Linked DNA regions of Sus scrofa: region 1 is linked to region 2. The links are chromatin contacts, called in public promoter capture Hi-C maps. All regions are on one chromosome and are shown on one strand. Each heading gives the region's core, a stretch centred on a gene start, on an enhancer-like site or on the middle of the called end of the contact. The rest is flanking DNA. Distances are from core to core; before and after follow the strand shown.

Region 1 (3,849 bases), core at 175-2,674, 100 kb before region 2:
TTCCTGCACCCCTGTCCGAGGAGCGCTCACTCGCTCGGCGGCTCGGCCAACTTGATCAGCGGTATCTGGGAAATGAAGGGAAAAGAAAAAAAAAAAAAAAGGACCTGCGTCCTGGAAGAGCGATCGTGAGCCGAGCGGCGCTGGCGCGGTCGCCCGCCCGCTTTGCACAGTGCCCGCAGATGGCTCGCTCCGGCCCCGGCGCGGCGATCCCGGCGCCCCGAAGCAGCGGCTGGGCGAGGGTGAGGGTGGGGGCCGGGCATGGAGGCGGGGGAGGGGAGCGCGGGGCCCCTCTCCCCTCCTCTCCTCCCAGCCCCTCACCCCCACCCCTTTTATATATTTTTTTTTTCCTCCCAAGTTCTCTTGCCTCGCTATCCCCCCTTGAATCCGAAGGCGCCTCGCGATTGGGTGCTGGGGCCGGGTACGTCAGTCAGACTGTGACGTGCAGTCTTCCTGTTTCCTTCAGCTGTGTCTTAAAGTAAATCTTGTTGTGGAGCGGAGCCCTCAGCTGAGGGAGCGCTCGGAAATAATACACCATTGCAGCCGGGGAGAGCAGAGCGGCGCAAAAGAGCTCTCGCCGGGTCCGCCCGCTCCCTCTCCGCTTCGCTCCTCTCCTCTCCTCCTCCTCCCTCTCCTCCTCTCTCCGATCCTCGGCGGTCCTCCTCTCGCCTCTTCTCTTCCCCTCTCCTCGCTGCCCTCCTCGCCCCCTCTCCTCTCCCTGGCCATCCTGCTCTGGCTGTCCCATCTCCCTCTCCCCCTCGGCCCGCTCGCGCGCTCCCGCACGGACCCACCGTCCCTGGTCCAATTATCATATTCATCACCCGCAAGATCTCACCGTGTGTGTGCGCGCGTGTGTTTTCCTCTCTCCGCCTGCAAAAAAGGCTCGGTCCCACTGCTCTCTGCACCGCGTAAGTATCTTCTCCCCTCGCGAGTCCCCTCCCCTTTTCCAGAATCACTTGCACCGGCTTGTTCTTGAATGGGAAGAGAAGAAAAGAGACTCCCGTTACTCAGCCCCGTGTAAACCTCTTCCCCACCCCCCCCCAGGATAAAATGGTGCTCTTGAAATGAATCCTAATAAAATAGCCTCTAAACAGTTTCTAAGCTGGAGCCTCAGTGGAACTCAGCGCTCCGCTCCTCCCAGTCCCTAAGAGTAAGTGATCCGTTTGGCTTTTATTTCTTTCTCTTTCCTGCTGGCGGCTTGGGGGTGGTGGTGGCGGCGGGGGGAGGCTGAGAGTGCTGGACTTGTCGCTGATCTTGTCACCTTTTGTGTACTGTTTCTGGGGGGTGAGGAGGCGTTTGCTTCCTTTCCTTCTTTCTCTCGCCCTCTCTTCTCGGGAGAGAGGACCGCGAGGGGGACCGGCTTGCTTTTTGTTCGTCTGGGTCCCCGCTCTCCTCCCAGCTCCATCCTTCCCATCTCCCCGGGTGAAAACTCCTGGGCCAGTCCCCACGTCCTTTCTCTTTGTCTTGTTTATTAGAGCTGCCTTTCTTCCAGGCTCTTCCAATTTGCTTGTCATTTGCATACCTTTCACTTCTCCTTTTTAACCCCAGCAGAGGGCCAGGGAGTCGGGAGGAAGGGAGAGGGAGGAGGGGGGCGCTCTATTACTTTCCTCTCCGACCGCTGTCGAAGGCGAAATGTTGAAATGCGGCTTGGAGCAGTGGCGAGATGGTCCCGGGAAACGAGCGCGGCGCCCCTCTCCCGAGCTCCCAGGACCCAGGGGCTGGGTCAAGTTGCGTAGGGGGTAAGATGGCCCCGGGAGCCTCAGGGGGTCGCGTGGTGTGGAGGGGCTGGGGCCGGAGCGCCGCGGGGGGACAGAAGGATCGCGGTCCGGGTGGGGGCAGCGGATGTGCTCACAGTCATCGCTGGCAGTCGACGCGGCTGGTTGGGCTGCTTGGATCTGATCTTGGTGGGTCTGGGTGGTACCTACGGTTCTGCCCCACTTCGGAGGGCCGGAGAGGGAGGAGAGCAGAGGTGAGGGTGATTGTTACAGGGAAGAATAGTGAGGGGGCGGGAAGCGCTGCTATCTGGCCTGAACAGACAAGGAGGGGGACCAGAGGGCAAGTCCGGGGGAAAACATCACCCAGAGCCCAGTTTAGCAAGTTGTTTGTTCTTCTGATGTGCCCGCCACTTACTCCTCCGGTTAAAACTGTACGTAGGTGGAGATTGTGGGTTGGAGGGGTGAGGTGGGAGGGGGGCAGGAGGGAGGTAAAGGGGAGTAGCTTTGGAGAGAGACTCTCAGGTCTCCCGCCACTTTTGAGCTTTTTTCGGAAGTTGAGAGTCCTCCAGGCAGGCGGAGGGAAGAACTGGGAGGAGGGGTTGAGCGACAGTCTTCAATAGCCCAAGGAGGCAGGTTGGAGTGGGAAACTGCTGTTCTTGGCAATCCAGAACCCACTCTGCCTGGGGGAAGGCTGGGAACTCACCTGCCTGTTTTTTATTTTTCCAAGAAGGTCTGCGTTGTCTCCTGGAGCTTATAAAAACAGTGCGAGCACAGGGTGGCCTTCTCTCAAAGTCAAGGCTAGAAGTCTTTTCTCTAGCTCTTCCCCCCGCCCCACCCATCTATAATCTTCTTTTACAAAAAAATAAATGTCCTTTCCTACCCTCGCTAGGCAGAGGTCTATTAGCCCAAGTCTGCACATGGGCAGGGCCTGACAGGTGTGTTGTGTCAAGAAAGACAGGTGCAAATTTCCTCTGTGTCTGTGTGCGTCTGAACAGTTCCAGGCCACAGTGCACGCTCCAGGGTTGCAGAGGTTTATGAATTTATGGTTGCCCTGGGTAATAGGATTGTCCAGACTAATGGGAACTGGGCTGTTGTCATGTTGTGAGCCCTGCCATGTGAGTTCTTTGGTTTGGAAGGGGGGCGGGGGGACAAGTTGGTATGTGTTTGTTTATTTTCCTTAAGGATGTTGGCAGGCTGCTGCCGAGGCTGTGTCTCAGGCTCCTGTCGGCCAGGCAGCTGAAAGTACCCCCACTTCAGGCAGCAGGTGGAGAGAGATTGACTTTCTCTTTGCTTTTCCCTCTTGTTTGCGCCTGTCTCCCAGGTCTGTGAGGGTGTCGGGGGTGGGGAGAGCCTGGGGGGAGTGGTGAGAGCAGTCTTTTGTGTGTGTGTGTGTGTGTGTGTGTCTGTGTGGTGTTGGACATCCATGGGTGGTGTGTGTAACTGCCAAGAATACCAAAGTCAGTTTGAAAGTGTTACTGTTGTGAAAGCCTATCTTTTTAGCGTGCTGCTTTTTCCCTGCCCAGAAAGAATGGGTGTGTGCATGAACTCTTTCAAGTCATATGTTAAATACGCTCGTAAAGTAGAATGAGCCTGTCATTGTACCAGACATGTGCCAGATGTCCTGGTTCTTACTTTGATGGGGAAGGAAAACTGTGCTTTTCTATTTGATGCAAGATGCAGGCAGCCAGGTCTCTGAAGAGTATCTTGCAAGAACTTCTGAGCCTTTGCCAAACGCAATGGGCTGTGGGTGGTGAGGAAGAGAGAGGGGGTAATCTGGTTGCCCTGTCCATGTGTGACAACATGGACCTGGCTCTGCCGTGGTGACACAGACGAAGGTAAGGACCGTGGCTTCACGTGTGAGGGAAGCTATTGAGAATTCTGGGTTAACAGTGTATCTGGATTCTTAAAATCTGACCTTTAAAATTTTTCGTTAGACAGGCTCCTTCTTGAGTGGCACAGAAATAGCTTAGGTGGCGAATGGTTTTTGTTGGTTGGTTTGGTGGCTGGGGTGATGGTCATTGTTTCATGAAAATGAGAGAGTATGTGTCATTTATTCTTTCAAATTAAACGTGCAAGTTCCTCCCAGTACTTTGCTTGCATGCTTTTGAAGTTCTTTTGTAATTAAAATGTCATTTAG
Region 2 (3,802 bases), core at 417-2,916:
ATAAGAGCAGGGCCCTTAAAATTCCAAGCATAAAACAGCTAATAAAAGTATCTTGTTTAACAAAGTAATAAAAAAAAAAAAAGCAGAGACAAAAAAAAAAGCTGCAAAGTTTTCTTTGTGATCATTGTTTAACACTGTATGTAATTAAATATTAATGAAAGTATGCTACTTTCATTTTGTGAGCAATTTAATTCAATTAAAAATAAATGGGTCTCCTTGGCTCAGTGGGCATCCTGATATACAGAACAGCACTGCCCTTAACTTGGTTTCCACTGTGTTTAAATCCAGCGCTGAGCAAAGCTACTGAAATACAACCCCAGGCTTACTCGATTAACCCATTAAGAACCGAGATCCCAGGCAGTCAAACAGAGTACAGTGCTCTGCAGTGGGGACAAAACATAATACATTTTACTTGAAAAACATGTTTATCAAACATTTGCTATGTAGGATGAAAAGATGAAGTGATATTTAAGACATCTCAGATATCAAAATGGGTTATCTGGGAGGATGGGGGTGGGATAAGGGCTCGGCATGGACTGGGAAGAGGTAGGAAGAACCTGGAAACACTTTACCTTAACCTGAGGATTGGTTAGCAAAGACACACACACACATATATACACAAATACATACATGCATATATAAATATATATATGCATATACACAGAGATGTATATTGAGCTGAACTCAATGTGTACATATACAACTTAAGATTATTGCACTTTACATAGTTGACTGCAAATATTTCATACCTCAATGGGGGTAAAAGAGACCCTTTTTTTCTGCCCACCAAGACCTCACAGTCTGGTATTACCAAGCACCTGAAAGACGACATGGGCAACCAGGAGGTTCCCAGCTTAGGAACGATCTGGCTGGGAAGGCACATGAAAAAACTTAAGGGCGTTTCCGCTGTGATAAAGTCATAGGCAGATCTGAAAGCACCCGGAGGAAGAAACCAACAAACAAGAGGCATTGAACTTCTGCAGTCACGGCTCAAGGACACCTACGGTATACAGGGCACCCTGGCTGGGGGACAGGAAAGAAGGGACATTGAGGGCACGGACAATGGGTTGGGGCCGAAGCTGGGGGTCAGGGAACCAGCCAGCTGAGGGAAAGGAACCCGGTGTCCAGCCCGGCCCGGGTCCGGGCATCGAGGGAGCGCGGAGGGAGGGGGGATGCGCGGGGCACTAGGACCAGCGAGGGGAAGGGGCGGGGGCACGGATCCCAGCACGGGTTCCAGGCTGGTTCTGGGGATAACTTTCTCTGGAGGTTTCTTGTCCAGGAGCCATCTGGACCCAAAGGCCCAGGGGGTAATGGATCCGGGGCCTCCGCCGCGATAACCGGGGCTGCTCTTTCATTGCACCAGAAGGACCGTTGTTTGGGAATGACCTCCGGGATTCCAGAGGCCACGTCTAATAATAACAATGTTATCAACGCTGCAAGGCTGAGCCGGCCGAGTGTGTGTGTGTGACTCTGGGTACCCAGGGGCCAGCGCCCAACCCTGAAAGCAGAGCCGGCCGGGTGTGAATGGGGAGGAAAATGCCAATCTCTTGACAAAAAGTTCGCTGCTAAAAAAGAAACCCTGGCCAACATTTTACAACCTGGACGCATTGTTAGTGTGCGGGTTTATCTGGCAGGAATAGGAAGCTGTGTTTGAAAACAATGTATTCTTTTTAGGTGCAAGGTCAGCGGCTGTTGGCCCTTGGGGTGTCCGCCAGGCCCCTGCCGCCTGGGAGAAGGCTCCAAAGGCCGGCCAGGGCGCTTCCTGGGCAGAGAGAAGCCCACTGAGCCAGCCACGAAGGAGGCGGATGCCAGTCTGGCCACCCTGGGAGGAGCCCCAGGCACACGGGCTCCACTGAGGCCTGTGAAGGGCTCCTGTGCCCGCAGAGGGCAGTGGGGCAGAGGCGGCGGCCAGAGGACCCCTCGTGCCTTGTGGCACCATGGCCCCTGGTGTGGCACCTGCGTGGAAGGAAGGATAGTCCTGTGGACCAGGTCTGCTCCCCACTCACCAAGGGCGAGGGGCAGCACCCTCAGTGAGGCTCTGAAGGCTCTGAGCTGCCCCAGCCTCTTTCAGGATCCGTCCCAGAGCCAGAGCCAGGTTGAGAGTGGAGTGAATTCAGAAGGGCCTCTTCTAAAATTTGCTCTCGGTGGAAAAGAAAATCCCAGTGGTTACCAGCCTGTCCTGAGGAAGATGCAGTCTCCGCCGCGGAGTAGCTGGGTGACCTTGCGCAAGAAATGTAACCTCTCAAAAAAGTCTTCGTTTGACTCACATGCAAAGGGGCAATAAAAATACCTGCCACCTAGGGCCACCACTTGGACTAAATGAGATCATGGAAGTGAAGTGCTTAGCACAGGCCTGGCATGTGGCCAGCACCCGCAAAGGGCCTTTGTACTTGCCAGTCCCTCTCTCTGGAACATTCTTTTAGAAAGCCCTGTTCCCTGACCTCCTATAGGTCCCTTCCCTGGGTTATCTGTCTCCAGAGGGCGTTCTAGTATACTTCCACCACGAATATGTGGTCTTTTACCTTTTTATCTTATTTATTATTCGTCTTTCCCAAACCAGAGGGAGGGGAGCTCAGGGAGAATAGAGATGCGCGGGGGGGTTGCCTACTGCTGCGTCTCCACCTAGAACAGCGCCTCGCATAGAGCAGGTGCTCAATCAACATTCTCTAAAGGATATGGTCATGATGGTGAGGACGAGATCCGAGTGTTGAACGTGCCAGACGAACCCCCTGATTTCAAGTTCAAGGTTGGCACTCCTACTAGATCATAAGCACCATGGATGCAGGAACGGCATCTTACGTAACTGAACTCTCCATAGATAAGATTGGATAATTTAGCAAAGAGAAATACAGGACATTCAACTAAATTAAAAAAAAGAAATTTTAGGATAAGTATATCCCAAATATTGCATAGGATATGCTCACAGGAAAATATTATTATTATTATTATTATTTTGTCTTTTTGCTATTTCTTTGGGCCGCTCCCGCGGCATATGGAGGTTCCCAGGCTAGGGGTCTAATAGAGCTGTAGCCACTGGCCTACACCAGAGCCACAGCAACGCGGGATCCGAGCCGCGTCTGCAACCTACACCACAGCTCACAGCAACGCCAGATCCTTAACCCACTGAGCAAGGGCAGGGACCGAACCCGCAACCTCATGGTTCCTAGTCGGATTCGTTAACCACTGCGCCACGACGGGAACTCCAGGAAAATATTATTATTCATTGTTTATCTAAAGTTAAAATTTAACTGATGGCCTATATTTTATCCAGAAACTCTATGCCTAGCCCTTATGTAGAGTAGGTTCAAAATAAGTAGTTGCTGCATGAATAATATACTCAAATTCCAATGAAAACAGTGTAAACCTGAATGAAAGAGCAAGGTCAGGTCCAGCAGTGTGCCAGGAATGTCTAACCAACGACTCGTCAAATAAAAAACAAAGTGCTTGAATTTATGGTTGCCTATTTCCATGGTGTAAAGGCTCCCACCACGGCCTGTCTCAAGATTGACACATGATTGAGTGCAGAATTGGAAAGAGAAGACTGCAATTGGTTTGACAAATCCAGCAGAGCCAACTTCAGCACGGACTCCTGAAAGTCAGAGGATTAAAGAAAGAGACAGTAAGCCAACAAGCAAAATGAAAACTAAACCACACCAAGACTTGGCTGGCACGTCCTTAAATACATTATCTCAACCTCACAACAATTCTGTGAAGTGGAAATGCTTAGTCCTGTTTTGTTAAACACATGGGAAAAAATGGGGTCCGAGAGAGTTTAAAAATTGTCTCGTCACACAGCTAGTGA

What was found. Promoter capture Hi-C pulls out the DNA fragments that hold promoters and counts their contacts.
Region 1: a promoter capture Hi-C map of fetal liver shows a contact between it and region 2, with 2.1 times the contacts expected there. The contact joins the promoter of LOC106507881 here to the enhancer-like site in region 2. A contact is called at or near these places in 1 of 5 promoter capture datasets (fetal liver), 4 of 47 Hi-C or Micro-C datasets (fetal skeletal muscle, heart right ventricle, liver and 1 more) and 1 of 2 datasets of contacts at active chromatin or transcription factors (skeletal muscle).

What each region holds. Positions count from the first base shown.
Region 1 is chr9:129,577,631-129,581,479 of Sscrofa11.1, reverse strand. It overlaps LOC106507881, which reads right to left and starts at 1,424. Exons shown (of 9, transcript XR_002336008.1): 1 at 1,259-1,424; 2 at 833-968. It also overlaps a transcript of PROX1 not described here.
Region 2 is chr9:129,474,010-129,477,811 of Sscrofa11.1, reverse strand. No RefSeq gene overlaps it. Among named protein-coding and RNA genes, the nearest start is that of PROX1, 97 kb to the left of the region's middle. Within about 2 kb of position 1,666, at least 6 of the 83 cell types and tissues checked have an H3K27ac peak or open chromatin away from gene starts, as enhancers often do. A contact at or near this core is called in fetal liver and liver, where this site is marked.